Regions from separate parts of the Mus musculus genome. Here regions 2 and 3 are each linked to region 1. Evidence: chromatin contacts called from public Hi-C and HiChIP or PLAC-seq data. All regions are on one chromosome and are shown on one strand. Each heading gives the region's core, a stretch centred on a gene start, on an enhancer-like site or on the middle of the called end of the contact. The rest is flanking DNA. Distances are from core to core; before and after follow the strand shown. Region 1 overlaps Wwp1 (WW domain containing E3 ubiquitin protein ligase 1). Region 2 has its middle 28 kb from the start of Atp6v0d2. Region 3 holds the start of Ggh (gamma-glutamyl hydrolase).

Evidence for each region. A called contact is a pair of places that touch in the nucleus more often than the background predicts. HiChIP or PLAC-seq counts read pairs in DNA pulled down with a chosen protein or histone mark.
Region 2: a contact with region 1 is called in a Hi-C map of bone marrow-derived macrophages, with 39 read pairs. The contact joins two enhancer-like sites. A contact is called at or near these places in 1 of 15 datasets of contacts at CTCF or cohesin (CD8 T cells), 9 of 484 Hi-C or Micro-C datasets (the C2C12 cell line, CD8 T cells, the STO cell line and 5 more), 1 of 115 datasets of contacts at active chromatin or transcription factors (microglia) and 2 of 9 other capture datasets (adipose tissue and liver).
Region 3: an H3K4me3 HiChIP or PLAC-seq map of bone marrow-derived macrophages shows a contact between it and region 1, with 4 times the contacts expected there. The contact joins the promoter of Ggh here to the enhancer-like site in region 1. A contact is called at or near these places in 3 of 39 promoter capture datasets (hippocampal neurons and liver), 1 of 484 Hi-C or Micro-C datasets (cortical neurons), 1 of 115 datasets of contacts at active chromatin or transcription factors (bone marrow-derived macrophages) and 3 of 9 other capture datasets (adipose tissue, bone marrow-derived macrophages and liver).

What each region holds. Positions count from the first base shown.
Region 1 is chr4:19,671,514-19,674,884 of GRCm38.p6, reverse strand. Wwp1 (WW domain containing E3 ubiquitin protein ligase 1) reads left to right here. Exons shown (of 25, transcript NM_177327.5): 4 at 1,591-1,729; 5 at 2,342-2,466. Among named protein-coding and RNA genes, the nearest start is that of Wwp1, 36 kb to the left of the region's middle. Within about 2 kb of position 1,449, at least 7 of the 459 cell types and tissues checked have an H3K27ac peak or open chromatin away from gene starts, as enhancers often do. A contact at or near this core is called in bone marrow-derived macrophages, where this site is marked.
Region 2 is chr4:19,949,179-19,952,368 of GRCm38.p6, reverse strand. No RefSeq gene overlaps it. Among named protein-coding and RNA genes, the nearest start is that of Atp6v0d2, 28 kb to the right of the region's middle. Within about 2 kb of position 1,903, at least 9 of the 459 cell types and tissues checked have an H3K27ac peak or open chromatin away from gene starts, as enhancers often do. A contact at or near this core is called in bone marrow-derived macrophages, where this site is marked.
Region 3 is chr4:20,039,949-20,043,456 of GRCm38.p6, reverse strand. Ggh (gamma-glutamyl hydrolase) reads right to left here and starts at 1,405. Exons shown (of 9, transcript NM_010281.2): 1 at 1,175-1,405. The coding sequence starts at 1,283. 4930598A11Rik (a long non-coding RNA gene) reads left to right here and starts at 1,553. Exons shown (of 2, transcript XR_881147.2): 1 at 1,553-2,229.

The DNA.
Region 1 (3,371 bases), core at 200-2,699:
GCCTTCTCTTCCTTCTCTTTACGTACAATGTGTGGATAGATAGGATGTGTATGGATCCAAAGGATAACTTTTATTTGGAGTGAAAGCTTCTGAGTGGGGAGTTTCCCTTGGTGGTGAACTTAGAGCAATTGGAACGTCTTGGATGGGAATGAGCTTCATGGAGACCCTCATAGAAGCACTTGAGACATAATGCCGAACATTGTTGCACTCTGTTATCTTTTTAACAAATGTTAGCTTATAATCTTTTTTGTTATTCTTTACATATTAATAGGGGTAATTATTTCTGAGTCTTCACCTCTGACAAGTCACTTTCACTTTGTATGTCATTGGTTTGTTTGTCTAATCGCTCTCAGTAGAATAGAAGCTTATGTTGTATTCTTTCTCATCTTAATGATTCATGTGTATGACACAGGGTCTTTTCCTTTGTCACCTCAGATCCAGAATGGTTACAGTGACTTGGTTATAGAAGGGACTGTGACATGTTTTGCTGCTTGGTACTCAGTAATTTACCCTGAAAATGTACAGTTCTGTGTTTGTTATACCAGTTGCAATCATTAATGGCACATGTTTAATTAATGAATTCTTTCGTAATCAGATACATTTTTTTTGTGTGAAACTACTTTTTTGTGTAAACATTTTTTTGTGTGTAAAACATTAAATAATTTCTAATAAATGAACCACAGATATATAATGAGCACTATCTAGATGCAGACATTTATTTTTCTCTCAATCCTTGGTACAGTTTGAAATTATATTTAAATAGTAGGTAAAAGTAGAAACTATCCAAGTATGGTAGTGCATGCCAATGACCCCTGCACGTGCAAGACAAGGGAGGCTAGTGAATTTAAGTTTAGCATGGGTTATATAGGGAGAACTTTATCTAAAATATACATCAATATATGTTACTAGATATGCAAATATCAGATCTGCTGTGTCTGATAGGAGTATAAAATAATAGAAATATTATATCCAAGACAAATTAAAACATGTTCACAGCAAAACTTGCTCATAAGTGTTTATGGAAGTCCTAGACACAACAGCTACAAAGTAATTTAAATGTCTGTCAACTGACAGATAAATAAAATGTGGTATATCAATAATGGACTAGTATTTAGAAGAAAAAGGAGTGAAGTATTGAGGCGTGGTACAATACTGATGAGACCTGAAAACCTGTTAGGTGAAAGAGCCCACAACACAGACATTTCAGAACAGGCAATCTATAGAGACAGAATAGGGACATGGAGGAAAATGGAAAATACTACTTAATGGTAAAGTAACAAAATATCTTACAGTCAATTTGGATATGTTTGTACATGTCTGGATCTATTAAAATGAAGCATCCTATTCTAATAGATGTATTTATCAGTAAGTCGGCTACTGAGAAATTAGATGGTTTTAGAGATTAGTATCTTCTCCTTTTGCCATTAAGATATATGCTAGAGGTGGAAGGACACTTCTGTTTTTATTGGTTTTCTAGTAGGTATTGCTCTTTTTTGTCTTTTTGGTTTCTCGTGTGTGTCTGTTTGTGTTTGTGTGTCTGTGTGTCTATGTGTTTACATATACTCACCAGTAATTATCATTTTCTATTAGTTTCTAGTGCCAAACTAAAAAGAAAAAAGAACTGGTTTGGAACAGCAATATATACTGAAGTCATTGTAGATGGAGAAGTTAAGAAAACAGCAAAATCCAGTAGTTCCTCTAATCCAAAATGGGACGAGCAGCTGATTGTGTGAGTATCATGTCGTAAGAATAGAAAAATCACATGTTCTATGTTTTGTATTTTGTAGATTTCACGTAGTGAAGCTTTTTTCTTTATCTAAGAAAGAATTTTGCATCTGAAGAATTTTTTTTATCATTTTTCTCATAGAGGATGGATAGTAATTTGTGTTTTTATTTTATAGACAATTATGTTTACTTAGCCTTTTTTCTGATTGCTTTGAATAGAAATAAAGTCAGCCATTCTTAAATTTGGCATTTTGAAGTATAAATTTGGCACATGAAGTATAAATTTGAATGTAGTAGAAACATTATAACTAGTGTCAGCCATTCTGAAAAGGTTTAGAAATGTGTTCCCAGGGGAGAGGATTTTCTGAGGTCTCAGTAAGGTTCTGAGTGATGCATAGCTCAGTGGTTGCTAACTACAATAATCCTAAAGTAGTTATCAAGGCCACAATGTATTTGAAAATATTTGTTATTTTCATTTCTGATCCAGGTTACTGTTTTATACAGTATTGAATTCAATTCATGGTTTTAGAAAAATAATAATTAATATAAATAACTTAGAAGAGTTAGCACACACAGCGATGACATGTTTATTTTTGTTACAATGTTATTCATGCAGAAATGTGACCCCACAGACCACCTTGGAGTTCCGAGTTTGGAGTCACCACACTTTAAAGGCAGATGCTCTATTAGGAAAAGCAACAGTGGACTTGAAACAAGTGCTGTTAACACACAACAGAAAATGTAAGTGGCTTTCGAATCTCTGACTCTTCATACATCATTTAAGAGACTTTAAACACCTCTTTCTAAAGTCCAGAAGTGAAGTACACTTTGTAGTATTGTGCTTATAAAGCACTTATAATTGCCAGTGGTTGCTTTTAGAACTGTGTTGTAGGAAATATTTTCCTACCCTTTGTTTATGCTGTAGATCATCTAGAGTACTTCGATACCAGTTGTCATCAGTCATTTATTATTACTTGTTTACTTAGACCTGATTCAAGTATGGTGGTATATGCCTCGACTTCCAGGAGTCAGCAGGCTGAGGCAGAGGAATTGTGATGTCCAGGCTGGCCTAGGGTGAATGAATAAATAGCATCCCGCTCTCCTCCCGCCTCCAACAGGAGAACCCCTCCCCTGTGAGTGCTGGGGCCCAGACCCAGGTCCTTGTGCAAGCCAGGCTGGGACTTTCCCCTTCACTGTTTCTCTGGCCCTTGAGCATATTCTTATTTTCCTTAACAGTGATATCTTTTTTGGATTAAATATTCTAGTGTTAAAATTTTCAGTGATAATCAGTTCATTGTTAAAAGTATGGAGAAATGAGAAATCACAGAAGACTATAGAAATGATAATTCTATCCAAAGATAACCACTCAGCAATTTGTTCTCCTTTCTTGTTCTTAAGCATACTTTTCCCCTGAGCTTATCATCTACTGCTCTTAAAAAAAAAAATCAACAGAATACTATGAGTGCCAGGTCTCCATGATTGAAAATGTTCTAGCATTGTGGTTTCTAAAGTAGCTCAGACTATAGTGACGTTAAGCCTCTTGTCAGTATATACAAACCTTTCCGTGTATATGCATGGATTTATAATTACTTTAGGAAGGCTTTGTGAATTTTATCAAATCTCAAATTATGTGATTCACTGAAGAT
Region 2 (3,190 bases), core at 654-3,153, 280 kb before region 1:
ATAAATAGGAGTTATTTCATAAAAATATTACTGAAAGGAACTCATGAAGTGAATATGATGTTTAACGTGCTTATTAGTCTGGATATTATTTCCACTAAGACTGCATTCTCTATTTACATAAAGAAACCCAGTGTTTAGAAATTGATTTGCAATCTGCAGTTTCACCAGAAGATGGCAGAGTGATGTCAAAATTCCAATGTGAGCTGCCTTGTTGGTCAGGGTTCCCAGCAATGCTGAGAGGTATGTCTAATTAACTGTTGGTTAGAACTGTTGTGGCTCTCAGTTTTTCTAATGCTGCAACCATTTTGTATAGTTCCTCGTGTTATTGATGACCTCCAATGGAAAAAAATGTTTCATTGCTACTTAATAACTGTGGTTTTACTAATATTATGAATTGTAATATACATATTTGATATGCAGGATATCTAATGTGAGATCCCCAGTGGGGTAACAACCCACAGATTGAGAACTGCTGAGAACTTCCAAGCTCTTTTAATTAAAAACAAATTTAGGGACGGAGAGATGGCTCAGCAGTTAGTGCTTGCTGCTGTCCAATTATGAAGAGTGGAACTCAGATCCCAGTATCCGCAGTAGGTGGCTCATAGCACCGAAATTCCCACTACAGAGGATTCTGTTCATTCCTCTGGCTTCTGTCAGCACCTGTGAACATGCATGCACACACACACATGCACACGCACACACAGGCACACACTCACGTGCACATACAACGGCATGAGTCCTTGTGGAGGGGAAAGGCACGCATTAGACATAGCTGCTATGAGCTCATATGTGCAATGTTCTGCAAACACTGTCGCACTGCAGATGCCCACTGCCTCTGCCTAGTGTTCTCAGCTTTGACCCTCTAGACTCTGATGAGCTCCCTTGTACCATGGAACTGAGAGACCTTCTGACTCAGTGCCAAGCCCTCTGCAGAGACATGATGGCCTGTATCCCTCTTATTATGGTCCTGACCCATTTTGTCTTGAACACATTTCTCCTGATCCCTTTGTCCACAACAGTCTCTCTAAATACAAATTTTCTGGGACTGACATATGACATTTGGCATAAATTATAATATAGTTCTTCAAGATCCTCTAACTGCATGGAGTATCCTCTGGTGATAGGACACCATGACAGAGTCCTGCTTTTGGGCTGGAGGAGCTTAGCTGGCAAGCTTATGTTGCTGGCAGTGTGATAAATGCAGGTCAGTAAATTACAAAGAAAGGGGGAGTTGATTCTCTGTGGAGATGAGTAATATTTACAGTACAACTTTGCATAAAATTGTACCCTATTTTTTCTTTGTGTTTGCACATAAATTATAAGCATTCAAAGCCTACTTTTCTCATTATTTCTTAATTTATGTTCTTAAATTTTTCTTTGTTTATATTCATCACATGAAAACATTTTCATACTTACATATCTTATGCATGGGAAGGAACCCCCATCCCCCGGGCTTTGGTTTGCATTCTTACTTCTTGGATTCACACAGAAGTCAATGACTGAATCCCAAATTCCTGATTCTAGATCTTCTGTGTGCCTCATGGTGATCTTGGGTAATGTCTTTCACGTCTTAGCTTTGGCAGTTTCCTAGCACAGTGTTTAGGAAATGCTAGGGTAAGAAGCACATGATTATTCTCTGTGGTTGCTGTGTCTGCTTGAGACACAGCCTTGCTATGTACCTCAGACTTGGGTCAACATTTTGACCCTGACTCCAATTCCCAAGAGCGGGTGTGACAGGTTACAGGTACAGGTTCGATGTTTTTATTTTTAAAACTTTTTCAGAAGCTTGATAATGTCCCTGCCCTGCAACCATAAAGTCCTGACTTTGAACACAAGAACCCACACAAGAAGAAGTTATGGTAACACATGCTTGCAATTTCACCACAGAAGAGCTCGAGACAGGCAGAGTCCCCGAGGCTGCTCAGTCAGTAAACAGTCCAGACTAATTGGTAAGTACCAAGTCAGGGGAGAACCTGTCTCAAAAAACAAAAGAACTACAGCAGCAACAACAACAAAAACCACTGGAGAAATGATACCTTCATACACACACACACACACACACACACACACACACACACACACACACACACACCATCATTTTTTAATTGATTGAAGAAATTAGAACATCTTAGCATTACAAACTTGCCTGCTCTTTGCACCCTGGGAACCTCTAGTGCAGATGAGTCCTGTCCGTTAGGATCCTGGATGTGTTCCGCATTGCAACCTCTTCCTTTCTTCCAGTCTTACTTCTTAGGTGCATTTCCTTTTTTTCCTGTATATTTAGAGCAAATATATCAATTAAACATTTTCCAAACTAATTGTAAAATGAAAGTAAACCTTTCCCTCTTAGCCCAAATATCCTGCTTTTCTCTAGAAGCAATCACTGTATTTTTTAGTCAGATCAAGTTTCTGAGGACATGTTTGTCACACTGAGGATGTCATAATGCAGGACCCTTCTACATCTTCTTTCTTTAATTTAAAACAATGAACTATCATACACTCTAACATACATATTTATTCTATCATTATAATATCTGCATATATTTCCAATTCCTGGATGTAGCATTTTTGAAATATATTAATTTATTATTAAATCTATTAATTTGTGATTTCTGTTACATAAGTAATGATGTTTTATAGACTTTTGCACATTTGGCAATAATATGTAGGAGTAATTTCTAGAAATGCCACTGTGAATTTAAGAGCTGTGCCCTCTCTCCCAGTCTTAAGCAGGCAGGCTCAGACCTGGTTTGCCACAGTTGTTAGCCCACCTAGGGACAGGTCAGAAGGAGTATAGACATTCAGACTGAAGCCAAGCACAGTCACCAGTCACCATAATTCGCAGGCAGGACCATGGAGCATAAATAAATTTTATGCCCCAGTCCAGCTAATTTTTAATAAATAAAAAGGGAGGAATTGTGCCCTTGCCTCAGCCTTGAGCAGGCTGTCTCAGACCTGGTTTGCCACAGTTGCTAGCCCACCTAGGGTGGAGACTTCCAACCTAGGTAAAGTCTATTGTCCTGACACAAATACAGTTTCCTCCAAGATGCCACTACCTGCTGAGAGGCTGAGCCTGTTTTTCTGACAGATTCTGACAAAGTGACCATGAGATCCTGGCATAGGGAGAGATGCCCCTGGCCCTTATATGCTAAGACTCATAAGTAAACATTGGGCCTTGATCAGAGAACTG
Region 3 (3,508 bases), core at 156-2,655, 370 kb before region 1:
AACAAGTTTCTAGTTTCTCTTTAGTGTTCAACTTCAAGGAAGAAAAAAATAAGATAAATGTCAAATTCCTACATTTGTCTACCTATAAATTTCTTTTGTCAACTTTAACTACAGGCTGATTTCTCCTTGGATGCTATCAAATGTCTGACATGAATGCAAACCAGTTTTACCCTGATTGAAACATAAATATGCCAGACAGAAACAATGTCACGATTTGGCTGAGATAAAATGAATATTCAAATCCTCAAAGTCGATGTTGATACTTGATGCTAAAAATGGCAAAGTCCAAGTCCAGGACACACTTTAGTTTCTTACCTATTTCATGTGTGTGTGTATGTGTGTGTGTGTGTGTGTGTGTGTGTGTGTGTGTTGTATCTTCATGTATGTCCTGGAGCAAAGAAACGTAAGTTTTACCTGTGTGCAGAATTTCTGGGATTGGAAAGGCAGGGAAAATGGTGGAAACACAGGTCAGGAAAAGCACCCATCACCCTGAAATCTGACTAAATCCTCTCACCAGTTAACACTCAAGAGTAAACTAACATTTTTAAGGTCTTTCTCCCTTCTCTGTTATTTCCTCTGATATTTCACTGGAAACTTCATGTACAGTAAAAGACACATACTAACCCCTTGTGCAACACTAGTAGCTCCTTGCTCTTATCTTATTCAAGGCACCTCTGCAGCCGTCCTATAATCTTAATTATCATTATGGACTACGAGAACAGGAATAAAGAGTGAGATCCTCTGGAAACTTCTTGAACTACGAAATTGAGCACTAGGTCAGCCGAGGTGGAGTCTTCTCTGAGAAACCCACAGCACGATTTCTCCTCTGCTTCCTTCTTAACTTGAGCTCTTCTCTTCCTACTTCTGATACATCCTAGCTTGGTTCACACTGACTGTCCTTAAAATTCTTTTCCCGCACGGAAACCTCAAATCCTGGGTTTGCCTCAACTGTGGTTCCTAAAAGTTACGGGACCGCCTCTAGCTGCTTTGGGTGCCAAGTAGTAGCGAAGAGCTGAGCCTTCATTGGGATCCCGATCCTCCAGATGCAGAGGTCTCTAGAAGGACATCAGCATAAGGTCCCATTGATGAGAAGCGCGCCGCGGGGTCTGCACCGCTGAGAAACAGAGCGCCTCGCAGACTACCGGTCCGCAACACCTGCCCCAAGCCTCCTTACCGATGATGGGCCTCTCGGAGCCATGGTTGTAGGGTCTGGACATCCCGGGACTTGAAAGCCCGCATAGTAGCAAACCCAACAAGCACAGCAGGTAGCCCAGGTTCGCCATCGCGATCGCAATCGCAATCCGGCCTCCGCCCCCACTTAAAAAGGTTCTTCAGCCAGGCGCGCGCCCGGCGGCCAGGTTGGGGCGCGGTCTCGCGGCCTGGGCGGTGCCAAGCTCGAGGGCGCGCAAGGCCGCGCCGCTCAGGCCTCTGGGAAGTGCAGTCCGGGTGCTTGCGGTGCGGAGCTGGGCGGGCCGGGCGGGGGCGGGGCCGGGGGGCGGGCCGGGGGGCGGGCCGAGGCGGGCCGGGGGCGGGCCGAGGCGGGCCGGGGGCGGGCCGGGGACAGAAGGCTCTGGGAGCGTGCTCCAAGCTTGTCCATCGCCCAACGCGCGACCTGCAACTCGCATCCCGCGGCCCAGCGAGTGGCACGCGCGCGAAGGCAGCTGTGGAGACCTCTGAATGCTCCCTGTGAACTCTTATGTGGCCTGGCGAGGTCACCTACACCAAGTGGATACGACCACCCCGGGACCTGATGGCGAGCTCGGGTCCCACCTGGCTCTGTGCGGTAACCAAGCAGCAAGGCCCGCAAGGTTCTAGAAGTTACCAGAGAACTATGCTGCATAAACGCATAGGTTTTCTGGCTTTGATATCCTGACAGCATTCGATGTTAGGACAGGGGTTCACTTCCGAAAAACCACTGATAACATATTTATTTGGGCACAAGGATGTCTGGAGGAAGTAAAAAGCACAGAGTACTTAGAGTACTTGTGTCTCCCTTTCCTTTAGAACCCTGTCAAGGGAAGGGGCTGATTCTTGCCACCTAGCCCCCCAAAAAACAATACCAGGCCACACTCGATACAAAGTGCTTGATTAACTTCGCTGTTACCAGCAACCCCAGAAAACCACTAGTATCTTATAAAATGATAAGAGCAAAGCTAAGCAGTTAAAAACTCAGGTTGACTAATATATTTTGAATGTTCAAATGCATGCACTCATAGCCAGCAGCACAAGGTAAGTTTCTTCCTATCAAGGTTCAACTAAACTCCAGGTTAAAATAGAAAATCTGTTGAAGATGAAACGGTATTTTGAATGGTGTTATTTGTGTAAGAGGTATACAATTTAGGGGGAAAAACATACAATGTGACTTGTGGAAAACTAGTGACAAGGTTCTGGCATTCATCAAGAAATGCAATACATTGTTTAGTTTAGCAAGACTATTGTAGACTGGAGTGTCGAAAGATATTGAGAAAATGCAAAGCAGGATTGAGCCTGAGTTGATAAGGATCTATTGCAAATATGCATCCATGCCTCTGGAGCAGCATCTATCCACAAAGGAGGAAAATTATCTGCTATTATTCACAAAAATAAAATCCAGATAGAGAAAAGATACAAAGGGGAAAGGGGAAATACTAGACTTTGGTATGAAAATATAAATTATATGTGTATCCATTCATAACTTTGATGGTCAGATGTTTTCATAAGATATCAAGTTTTATGAACATCATAAAACATTTAAAAAATCAAGTATTAATGAAAAACGAATGGGTTTGGCCATGTTAAATTTTAATAGTTCTGATAGCTTATCAATTATTTTTAACTGTTTTAGGAAGCTATTAGGTAATTTCTGCTAGAGGTGGAAAGTCACGTATTCTGTAATCTACTACTTCTCAAGGTATAAATATGTGTCTACTACATGATCTTACTAAACTAGGTCATGGGGACTCCACCCTCATAAATAGATTGCTGCTATCTCACAGATATGGGTCAAGTCTGACGGGAGTGCATACTTTCCTTAAAAGGGGGTTGTTGTACGTGGAACGACACATGCCCCTGTTGGTTCTCTTGCTTCCTTTTGTATCATATGAACTCTCTTACCCTTCCACTCCCATACATGATGGCATTGGCTATGAGGCTATAAACAGAGGCCAAGATGCTAGTGCCTGTTAGAACAGAGACCTAAGAAGCCTGATCCCCCAGCCTAAAGACATCAGACCATGCACCTTGTACCTCTCTCCCTGGGACAGAAAATCAAGCAACTATTCTATGTTGAGGACTAACAGTAGTCACTAATCTGTGTTGCTGACCACCACCTGGCTCTTCCATGCACTTTGTCACTTATCCCAAACTAAATCGAATGATGTAAAACTTCTTACCCGCCATCAAAACTTATAAAAAACAAACAAACAAACAAACAAAAAAACCAACATCAACAACAACAAAAACCCAACAACCACCAGGTAACTTGGTGTACACACCTCTATTCTGGCACTGAAGAGGCAGGGGCAGGTGG